3 separate regions of the Mus musculus genome follow, and regions 1 and 2 are each linked to region 3. A link is a contact called in public Hi-C data. All regions are on one chromosome and are shown on one strand. The core of a region is the stretch at or near the end of the contact, and the rest is flanking DNA. Distances in the headings are between cores, read along the strand shown. Region 1 holds the start of Serpinb1a (serine (or cysteine) peptidase inhibitor, clade B, member 1a). Region 2 overlaps Gm35899 (a long non-coding RNA gene). Region 3 has its middle 16 kb from the start of Serpinb1b.

Evidence for each region. Hi-C and Micro-C count contacts between places; a contact is called where the count stands out from the background.
Region 1: a Hi-C map of bone marrow-derived macrophages shows a contact between it and region 3, with 15 read pairs. The contact joins the promoter of Serpinb1a here to the enhancer-like site in region 3. A contact is called at or near these places in 6 of 39 promoter capture datasets (the 3T3-L1 cell line, the C10 cell line, embryonic stem cells and 3 more), 1 of 15 datasets of contacts at CTCF or cohesin (CD8 T cells), 22 of 484 Hi-C or Micro-C datasets (the 3T3-L1 cell line, B cells, the Ba/F3 cell line and 15 more), 8 of 115 datasets of contacts at active chromatin or transcription factors (bone marrow-derived dendritic cells, bone marrow-derived macrophages, effector CD8 T cells and 5 more) and 3 of 9 other capture datasets (adipose tissue, embryonic stem cells and liver).
Region 2: a contact with region 3 is called in a Hi-C map of conventional type 1 dendritic cells, with 3 times the contacts expected there. The contact joins two enhancer-like sites. A contact is called at or near these places in 6 of 39 promoter capture datasets (the 3T3-L1 cell line, the C10 cell line, embryonic stem cells and 3 more), 3 of 15 datasets of contacts at CTCF or cohesin (CD8 T cells, embryonic stem cells and large pre-B cells), 62 of 484 Hi-C or Micro-C datasets (the 3T3-L1 cell line, the 63-12 cell line, the AML12 cell line and 39 more), 9 of 115 datasets of contacts at active chromatin or transcription factors (CD8 T cells, bone marrow-derived dendritic cells, bone marrow-derived macrophages and 6 more) and 3 of 9 other capture datasets (adipose tissue, embryonic stem cells and liver).

What each region holds. Positions count from the first base shown.
Region 1 is chr13:32,849,632-32,853,048 of GRCm38.p6, reverse strand. Serpinb1a (serine (or cysteine) peptidase inhibitor, clade B, member 1a) reads left to right here and starts at 1,864. Exons shown (of 7, transcript NM_025429.2): 1 at 1,864-1,907; 2 at 2,635-2,810. The coding sequence starts at 2,643.
Region 2 is chr13:32,867,506-32,870,795 of GRCm38.p6, reverse strand. It overlaps Gm35899 (a long non-coding RNA gene), which reads right to left. Exons shown (of 4, transcript XR_873210.1): 3 at 2,805-2,862; 4 at 1-1,633. Among named protein-coding and RNA genes, the nearest start is that of Gm35899, 4.1 kb to the right of the region's middle. Within about 2 kb of position 1,740, at least 8 of the 459 cell types and tissues checked have an H3K27ac peak or open chromatin away from gene starts, as enhancers often do. A contact at or near this core is called in bone marrow-derived dendritic cells and conventional type 1 dendritic cells, where this site is marked.
Region 3 is chr13:33,066,313-33,069,575 of GRCm38.p6, reverse strand. It overlaps the pseudogene Gm18316. Among named protein-coding and RNA genes, the nearest start is that of Serpinb1b, 16 kb to the left of the region's middle. Within about 2 kb of position 1,250, at least 44 of the 459 cell types and tissues checked have an H3K27ac peak or open chromatin away from gene starts, as enhancers often do. A contact at or near this core is called in B cells, CD8 T cells, bone marrow-derived dendritic cells and 3 more, where this site is marked.

The DNA.
Region 1 (3,417 bases), core at 615-3,114, 220 kb after region 3:
GATGTCTCGGGCCAGCTGGTTGTGAGGTGGTGCAGTGTGGCACATTCTCCTGGATTTAAAGGGATGGCTTTATGAGGTAAGTCCTAGGCAGCCATGGAGTCACCAGAGAGTGCTGCTTCTTGGAGCCTGGGGTTGTAACACTGCGAAGTTCCCACCAGGAAGATGTTTCGAGGAATTAAAGAGGGGTTCTTTTCCAAGATTCCTGATCAGCAGAGCATTATTACAGACTTCAGCAGCCTGGGAAAGCCACAAGCACTGGACTCAGCCCATGAGGGCTGCTGCGTCATCGACATCTGGTGGTTATGGGGTTGAAGTCCACCAGAGCCTTGGACATCCATGACCCTGCCCTGTCTGACTGTAGAAACAGGGAGGTGTAATGGTGGTATTCAAGCCTCAAGTTGTCCCAGTGCTTGTAATGCTGGACTTTGAAAGTCTGTAGGACCTACCACTTTTTCCTTGTCACTGATTTTTTTAAAAAGGAAATTCTGTTCTAAGCTGGTCCCATTTTATTTCAGAAGAAACTAACTTATTTGACTCCACGGGCTCACTGGGGATATTTTGAATTTCATTTCTGATTCTGGTAATACTAGAATAACGTTGAGCTACATGGATGAATATATTTTGTATGTGAAAAGGACTATGTCCATTTATGTTGTTATAGTAAAACATTTGTGGCTTGATAATTATGAATTCTCCATGTTCAAGACTCAGCATCTGAACTAGCCTTCATCTAGACAAGGTCCCAGAAAGTGTAAGGCATCAAGGTATCATAGGGGGGAAAAAAGGAGCGCAGATCTATCTCTTCTGATCTTCTCATCTCTCCTTCTCTTATTAAAGCTTGGAGTCATAGTCCTTAAGAGCTGGGGCGTGCTCGCCACCTAGTGGTCATGAAGATGATATTCTGGAATTCAGTCAGGCGTCCCCACCCTGAGAACCCTGTGTAATCTTAATCACTTCTCAAAGTCCTCACCTCCCAAACACCACACACGAAGTTTCTATCTTCTGATACCTCACAATAGGCATTATATCCAACACGGGAGTGCTCAAGAGACGTGCTGACCCACCTCCCCATCTTCCTTTCTCCTCTTTTAGTTCCCGAGTCTAACAAACACTAATCCATGTGTTGTGACCCTCACCTACAGTAGGATTCTTCCTTTGTCCTCTGAAGAAAGACAAGAAGCACTAAAAGTTCTGTGAATTTACAGTTCCAAACACTTCAAGGAGAATAAAGCTGAGCCCATCAAGTTAACAATGGCCTGGGCTAGTCAATTCTAATTTAAGTTGCATAGTGAGGGGATTTGTCCAAACTTTTAGTCTAATAGTGGGGAATTGTGGGTTGAGGGCTTCTCCAGCCTGGTGTGGTCCCTGAGCTAGCCTTGGCACCTGAAAGGCAGAGAAGACAAGGATCACCTATTGCTTGTAACTGGCAATCTGGGACCTTATCCAAAGGACCCCAAAGATATTTCTCCATCCCTACCTACATACCGCACAGAAAGGATTCCTTTTGATTTTACAGCGTTTCAGTGGAATTCAAGAAGGTATCTTTTGACCTGGAAGAAAGGACATTTATTTATTCTCTTGGCCATTTGCAGCTGAGGAAGAAATAACTTACCAGATCTCTGCTTAAAGAAATAATAATAATAATAATAATAATAATAATAATAATAATAATAATAAAAAGGCCTGCAACTGAGGAAAGTAAAGTCCCCTTGAGAGTGGCCACAATCTTCTGCTTTTATTTTGACAGCCCTCCAAGGTCGGGTTTTAAACACTCAGCCAAGAAAAGGCGCCTCCACCCAGCTTGGGCTTGCCAGGAAGACACGCCCCTTCTGCATGCTATAAAGGCAACAGCTGGCTCTGAGCACTTCATCCTAGCTGTAAGTGGAGCCAGACCTGCTAAGCAAGAGGTAAGATTCTCAGGGGTCATAGCAAGGAGGGAGGAAGCTGGCACCTCTTCCAGGAACCAGCACGTTCCTGGTACCTCACCCTCACCCAAGATGTAACCAGAAAATGCTCTGTGGATCCCCAACTGCACCCTACTCCAGGCCGCGGGCCCGAGGGAGGAAGGTGATCCTAGTTTTTCTTTCCCTCGGCTTTCTTTTTGAACCTTGATCTGGGAGACAGTGCCCTGAGCTTCATACGGTCAATCCTGGCTGCAGGGAGGCTGGGAGGGAAGGAAGCTGGTGAGATCCTAGATCCTCAACAATGAGAACTCCATGTGGCCCGGGTAGCTAAACAGCCAGGGACACACATTTGTGATTAGCCTGTACTTGGACAAACTGGAGCTCTGAGTTTGGGACCCAGCTGGATTAGCAGATGAGCCTCAAGCAGGGCTTGCTTACCCACTGCAGGAATCAGCTTGTTTGCAAAAGGGACACAGAGGAGTGTTCCTCTTCCCTGTCACCCACATCTTACTTATTTGAGTGGCATTCTCAAATTCGCATATTTCACTCCAGCTGAGACTTCAGCCTTGATCTCAGGCATGGAGAACTGAAGTAGTATGCTTGCCCTCTTAGGAAAAACAGGATGAGGTAGGAATTCCAAACTGTAGGGTCCTAGGGGTGGATGTCAGAGCTGAGGTAGGTAGTGTTGCTGGTGTTGTAGCTGGCAGTGCTGATCTCCCCTCTTTTGCAGACTTCACCATGGAGCAGCTGAGTTCAGCCAACACCCTCTTCGCCTTGGAGCTGTTCCAAACCCTGAATGAAAGCAGCCCCACAGGAAACATCTTCTTCTCTCCCTTCAGCATTTCTTCTGCCTTGGCCATGGTCATTCTGGGGGCCAAAGGCAGCACTGCAGCTCAGCTTTCTAAGGTTAGCAAAAGCCAAACTGGCCAGCTCTCCCTGCCATCTCCATGCTTGTTAGATGGTACAGTCAGACTTTCAGAGAGCCACACCCCCAAAACAGTCAGTTCTTCATTCACTACCAACTTTAAGTGAGATTAGGGCAGAGTCTCTGTTCAGTTGGGGACACAAAGTGAAGAAAGACAATGACACTACCTGTGGGTTTGGTTCTCCCATTCACAAGAGTGAATCACAGGCTTTCAGGTAAGCTAGCCCTGCACCTCCCCAGAGCTAGCTGTTTCCTGTTTTCCTTTTGCACTGATAACCACTACTCATAAATCATGCCAGTAATAGGGTCACCTTCAGGCATGACAAATATAAGAACATGCTACAGGAAGAGAGCTTGGTGGTGGTGGTTTTTTTATGGGGACAAAAGGTAAAGACAGCCACCTGTCTATGTTCCCAGGGTTAGCCCTGTGCCTCTCTCCAGCCTGATTTCACTGGCTGTGGCTCTGCAGGAGGAGGGATTGTAAAGTCCCTGTGGCCTGTTGGACAGGTCCTACCTCCTCTCAGTCCACCCCTGGGAGACAGCAGGTCACCTTTGCATCTCTCCCCACAGCTGCCTAGTCTTCCTTAA
Region 2 (3,290 bases), core at 491-2,990, 200 kb after region 3:
CTCTGGATAGAGAGGAGGCAGACATGGCCCACAGGCAGATGGTAGTTTATACAATCAAAGGTGAAACTCCGTGTAAGGATGAGCTGTTTAATTTTGATTGGGCATGTTAAATAGATTAACTGTAAGGGGGTTTTTGACTGATGAACTTCAATACTTTGATAGCCCCAGAAGGAGGAAGTGGCCAAATAAAGGAATAGACCTTAGCAACCAGCTTTAGGAATATAATCTAACAGGATTTACCCAAGGAGAGGGAATTGTGGAGAAGGGCAAGGCCTGCCAGAGCCATGCTTGTCTTTCTCAGGACAGCTAGAGTCCCTTCACTCACATAGCATTTTTCCTTGATGTGGAACCCAGATTTATTTTAAACATATAAAAAGTATAAAGGGCACCAATACAACCACAAAACTTTAGACCCAAAATTTATCCTGTCTACAAGAAATGCAGAGATGGGGGTGGAGCAAAGATTGAGGGAATGGCCAACCAATAACTGGTCCAACTTGAGGCCAATCCCATTTTCAATTACCAATATCTGACACTATTAATGATACTCTGTTCTGCTTGCAGACAGGAGCCTAGCATAACTGTCCTCTGAGAGGCTCTACCCAGAAGCTGACCAAAAATAGATGCTGAGACTCACAGCCAAACACAAGATGAAGCTTGGGGACTCTTATGGAAGAGCTGGGGAAAGGATTGAGAGCCCTAAATAGGATAGGAACTCCGCAGAAGGACCAACAAAGTCAACTAACCTGGATCCTTGGGGCCCTCAGAGACTGAACCACCAACCAAAGAGCATACATGGGCACCCTGCACACAGGTAGCAGATGTATAGCTTGTTCCGCAATAGGAGAAAGAGGGCTATTGCTAATGCTGTTCCCTATCTGTAGAGTTCCCTTAAGTAGGATGTATTGTCTGGCTTCAGTGGGAGAGGATGCTCCTGGACCTGCAGGGGGGGGGGGGGAAGTTCTTCACATTCTCAAAGGAGAAAGGGAACAAGGGATGGAGTGTGGGGAAAGGGACTGTGTAACAGGGTGGGGGGATAGGGAACCAGGAAGGAGGGCAGCAATCTGGAGGGAAATTGAAAAAAAACATAAAATTGTGACTATTGAAGAGGAGGACCCATGGTTCTCACTTAGGAGAACAAGAGACAGTAAAGCAGGAGTCAATCTGAGCAAAGTGTGATAATATATATGCATGAAGATGGAATAAAGTCACTATTTTGCATTATATAGGCTAAGTTTAAAAGTTTACAAACCAGTGTTGGAGGCTAGCCTGATCTGCAGATGGAGAACCAGAACAGCCAGAGAGAGTTTAAATTGTTATCACATTTCACTATATCATAAAGCACTTTCCTGAGATTTATAATTCCGTATCGATTTAACGTGTCACAAGTCACCCCAAGACAGTTTCTAAACTGAGTGGGAGGAGAACAAACTAATTCAAAATGCTTTCAAAGTGTAAAGCAGAGGCTCTCATGGTATCTGTGAGAATCCAGAGCACTGGATAGGCAGCACGTGTGAAGATCAGGACAGGCTAAAAGTAAATCACTTCTGCTCTCAAGGGTGGGGCAGCAGCAATAACTGAGTGCAGGAGTCTCCCTCTTCGTGACTTCAGTTGCTCATGGTAATCCGTGCTCCTAAAATAGAAATGGAAATGTTCAGTAATCCCACAGATAATACACTCATACAGACTGTGGCAGAATGCACAGGTCCTGCCCAGCCCAAGCCATACAGGCTCCCAGCACTGAGAAAGGGAAGTAGACAAGGTCTCCTCCCATCCTTCACCAAGGAGCTGTCTCCAACTGACAACTGCTTGCAAAGGAGAAATCAGTTTGCTCCCATGGAATCTTACTCGGTGCATTAGCCACACTTAATGCCACTTAAGGGTAGGTTCTGTGCCCAGCAGTAGATGGCCAACACAAAACGAACTTGGTGGTATTTTTGTAAACGTTTGTCTCATGTGGCTTTATTAGTTTTGGTTTTCTTATCTTATTGGCCTTTTACTTATGGTTTCCAATTTTGTGATTATCTCTGACTATGTTTCTTGTGGGTTTTTTTTTTTCTTTTTAAATTTCTAGTTTATTGGATGCTTTGTTTTCTATAGAGAGAGAATGGTATGATGGTAAGTGGGTGAGGGAGGATCTAAGGGGATTTGAGGGAGGGGAAACCCAAATTAGAATATATTGTACTGAAATATTATTTTCAGCATAAGCCATGGAAAGCAAGCCAGTAAGCGACACTCCTGCATGGCCTCTGATTCAGTTCCTGCCTTGAGCTCCTGCCCCTACTTCCCCAAGTGGTTACCTGTGGCCTGAGTAGGAACTGAAATCAACCTGCTCTTTCCTCTCCAAGTTGCTTTCGTCATGGCATGTGGTTTTATCACAGCAGTAGAAACCCTGACTAAGACAGAGGGAGTGGATGGGCTGCCGCTCTCATCTCTTCTGCTTCATGAGGGCGAGCCTCATCTCCCAGAAACCTCAGCAAGCAGGCACCATCTTGGAAGCAGAGAGAAGCCTTCACTAAACACAGAACTTCCCACCTTGAACTCAAGCTTTCAGTCTCAAAAAGTGAAACAATCTTGTAAATAAACTTCTCAGTTTCACTATTGAGTTATAACACCACAAAGTAAGATATCAGCATCATGTTTTCACTGTGACTACACAACCACCCCAGCCGTGACAGTGGCTTCTACTGAGAGTGGTAACAGAGATTGGCAGCATTTGAGATTTCTATTGTTGGGGCTTTAAGGATGATACTGGTGATAGATCATAATGGGGAGCTGATACGCTCTTCTGAGAGAGATCTTACCTGGCTTAGATCTGCATGTTGGCGGAAACATGGGTGGTAAAGCCAATTCTGAGTGTATCTAAGATTGAAATGAGGAACAAGGTGTGAGAAACCCAAAGAAAGACTGGTGTCCCACAAAGTGACAGTGACTTGGCAGAGTTATGCCTATACCCTGATGCTTTCTGGGTGAAGGACTGTAAAAGCAAGGAACTAGAATATTTGGGGAAAATGAAAAAATTTTTAAAAAATCTCTGTGGAAATTGTTGACAGTGCACTATTGCTTGACATACAAAAAAAAAAGCAAAAGTTAAAGACAATTTATAATCAAGAGAGAAGCCAGGTGTGGAGGCACATACTAGACTTTCATCCCAGTGACATGGGAGTCTGACACAGGAAGATGGCCATTTACAAGTCATTTTGAACAATTTAGTGCTTTCCAACAGATAAAAACAGTGATGGGATGTGTGGGCATAATCCTCCATGAGAGAGGGGGGGGAAGGGGGGAGA
Region 3 (3,263 bases), core at 1-2,500:
TAAACACTTCCAGAAAAATATGAGGATACAAAATTAAGTCACAAAAATCAATAACCTCAAGATCATGTTGGGGTAACTAACCAAGCAAGTGAAAGACTTGTATAATAAAGATTTTAAGACACTGAAGGAAGAAATTGAAGAAGATAGCAGAAGATGGAAAAGATCTCCCATGCTCAAGGATAAGGTGGGTTAATATACTAAAAATGGCCCTCCCACCAAAGCAATCCACATATTCAATGTAATCTCAATAAAAATTCCAACCCAATTCCTCACAGTAATTGAAAAAACAAATTTCAGCTTCATACAGAAACACACACATACACACACATGCACACACAAACAGCATAACTAAAACAATCCTGAATAATAAAAGAAGTGCTGGAGATTTCAGCTTCTCCAATCTCAGACTACACTACAGAGCTATAGTAATAAAAACAGTATAATGTTCGCACAAAAACAGACATGTTGAACAATGGAATCACATTTCCTACCCAGAAATTAACCTATACATTAATGGACACCAACTTTTTGACAAAGAAATCAGGAATACATACTGGAAAACAGACAGCATCTGTAACAAATGATGCTGGCCAAATTGTATGGCTATATGTAGAAAAATGAAAATAAATCCAAACTTATCACCCTGCATAAAACTCAACTCCAAATGGATCAAAGATCTCAATGTATGGCCAGATACACTAACTCTGATAGAATAAATAGTGGGGGATAGTCTTGAACTCATTGGCACAAGAAAAGACTTTCTGAGCATAACACTGCTAGCACAGACAATAATATCAACAATAAATGGACATGGTGAAACAGAAAGGCTTTGGTATGAGTAAGGACAATATCAAAGATTTCCCTTTTTTCCAACTATGTACACACCTGACAGGGGAGTAATACTGAAACCGTATTAAGAACTCAAAAAACGTGGACATCAAGAAAGCAAATAACTCAATTAAAGATTGGGTACAGATCTAAACAGACAACACTTGAAAGTGGAAACACAAATTGAAGAGGATCACAGGAACCTTGAGGAAGAGGAGGAGAAAAATTATAAGAGCCCAAGATGATGAAGGTCACCAAGGAAACATGACCACGCAAACCCAGCAGGAGTAATGCACATATGAACTCAGAGAAACTGTGTGAAGATTCTCTGCCTTTCAAGGAAACCAGAAGTTGCTGCCAAATCAAGAACAGTCCACCCCACCCACAACCCTGCCTCTGAAGAGCATTGTAGCATGCACACACTGTAGGGGCGGTTTCTGTATCTATCAGATTCTAGCAGTGTGACAAAAAAATAACTAAAATAAGCAACTCAAAAGAGGAAGGTTTATTTTGGCTCATAACCTCAGAGATTCAGTCTGCGGCTGCTCATTCATACTTTCTTGGGCATTCTTGAGAGTGCATTATGGCAGTGAGCCCTTTGTATGCTACACTTCTCACTCTGTACAGACTACAGGAAAGGATGCAGAGTAGAAGTGTCTGGGTGACAAAATCTCCTTCACAGGCATGCCCTATTCATTTCTTCCCCCATGAGTCCCTGCCTCTTAAAGTTTCTGCTGTCTTCCTACATTATTGTCAGTTGAAAGAAACACTTCAGCATATAAGTTTGGGGAAAACATTTAAAGTACAAAACAGTAATTTTTCCTTGGTCCCTAAATGCCTATGTCCCTGATATATTGCAAAATGTATCTTCCATACCCTTAACAGTTTCAACAGTGTAAAACTATCAAGTACATAGTCTGCTCTGAGAGCCAAGGCACTCTTGGTGTTGAAGTCCAGAGAAAACCACAAAGAACATTGCACATGCTTCCAATACACGGTGGCAAATGCACACTTCTCTTTCAAATAGAGAAAATGGGAAGCTGTAAAGAGAGATCAGACTAGTTTGAGAACAAAACCTAGCAGAGAAAGGTTAAATCCTCAGCCCTGTCTGGCATCCAGAGTGTGTGAGAGCAGGACTCAAGCTCTAACAGGCCTAGGCAGTCCCAGTCCTGTGGATTGGTTGGCAGCAGTTCACCTGATCTCTCTCTTTGAGGCTGAATGTACTCTTTGTTTACAGCTTTTCCAGGCAGCAGAAGTTGGAGAAGTGTGGAATATGTTTCACTCTTACATGGACTCTGGCTTCTTGAAGTGGAATGGATCCTTCCATACACTGGGTTCCCAAGACTTCTTTTGAAATCTAAGCAGAAACCTATACAATCCCACCCCACCCCACCCCCATATATACAATGCCAGTCAGAAATAAAGGGATGAAGACCCACATGCATGTGGCTGTGGTGACCTCTGAGTACCTGGATAGCTAAAACCTGAAGAAATGAACCCTAAAGAAAAACTTCTCTAGACAGCTCTGTTCAAGCAGGACGTGTCAGAACTCACTCCTCAGAACAAAGTCGTTTAAAGCAGTTTAAACCTCTTTAGCCTGTGACGAGCAGGAACTTGCCAATTCCTGCGATGGCATCCAGCTGTCTTCCTACCGTCCCATACAAAGTATGAGAGAGAGAGAGAGAGAGAGAAAGAGAGAGAGAGAGAGAGAGAGAGAGAGAGAGAGAGAGAGAGAAGAGAGAGAGAGAGAAAGAAAGAGAGAGAGAGAGAGAGAGAGAGAGAGAGAGAGAGAGAGAGAGAGAGAGTTTTCTTATATGGAGGCCAGAGATCAAAATTTGGTGTCTTCCTCTGTTGCTTTCCATTTGGTTTTTAGGCAGGATCTCTCACCAAATACTTGCTTGCATGTGAGTTCTGGGTATACACTAGATTCACTGCATCACTGTTACTAAGTTCAGTGAACTTCTCTTGCCTCTCAGGAACATCACCAACTTTGAACTGAATAGGCTTCTAGTGAGTGCAAATGGAGTGAATGGCAGGTTGATTTCGAAAATGTGATGAGATTTTCTCTTCAAATATGTGCAGGAGTTCCTTTCCAGAAAATATTATGGGGATCTTTTTGTCTGAAGCACTGTCATGTTCCTCAAAGAAAGCAGATAAGGTAGGTACCCTGTATAGTTAATTTTCTTCTTTCCCACCAAAGCTGAAGTTTCACTTGGAATGATCAGATCTTTTCAAATAAATTGAGGCACGTTCTATTTGGTCCTCACCACAGTGATAAACTTAACTCATTCAAGATGGCAAAATTGTCTACTGAGTGAGTTAATTTTTTTTTTATTCATTTTTATCTCTGGAGAGTGCTTTAAACTGCAGCCTTGCTCTCTGTTTTAAGTTAATCAGGAAGCTCAAAAATACATTTTAAAAATGTTTCCTCACCA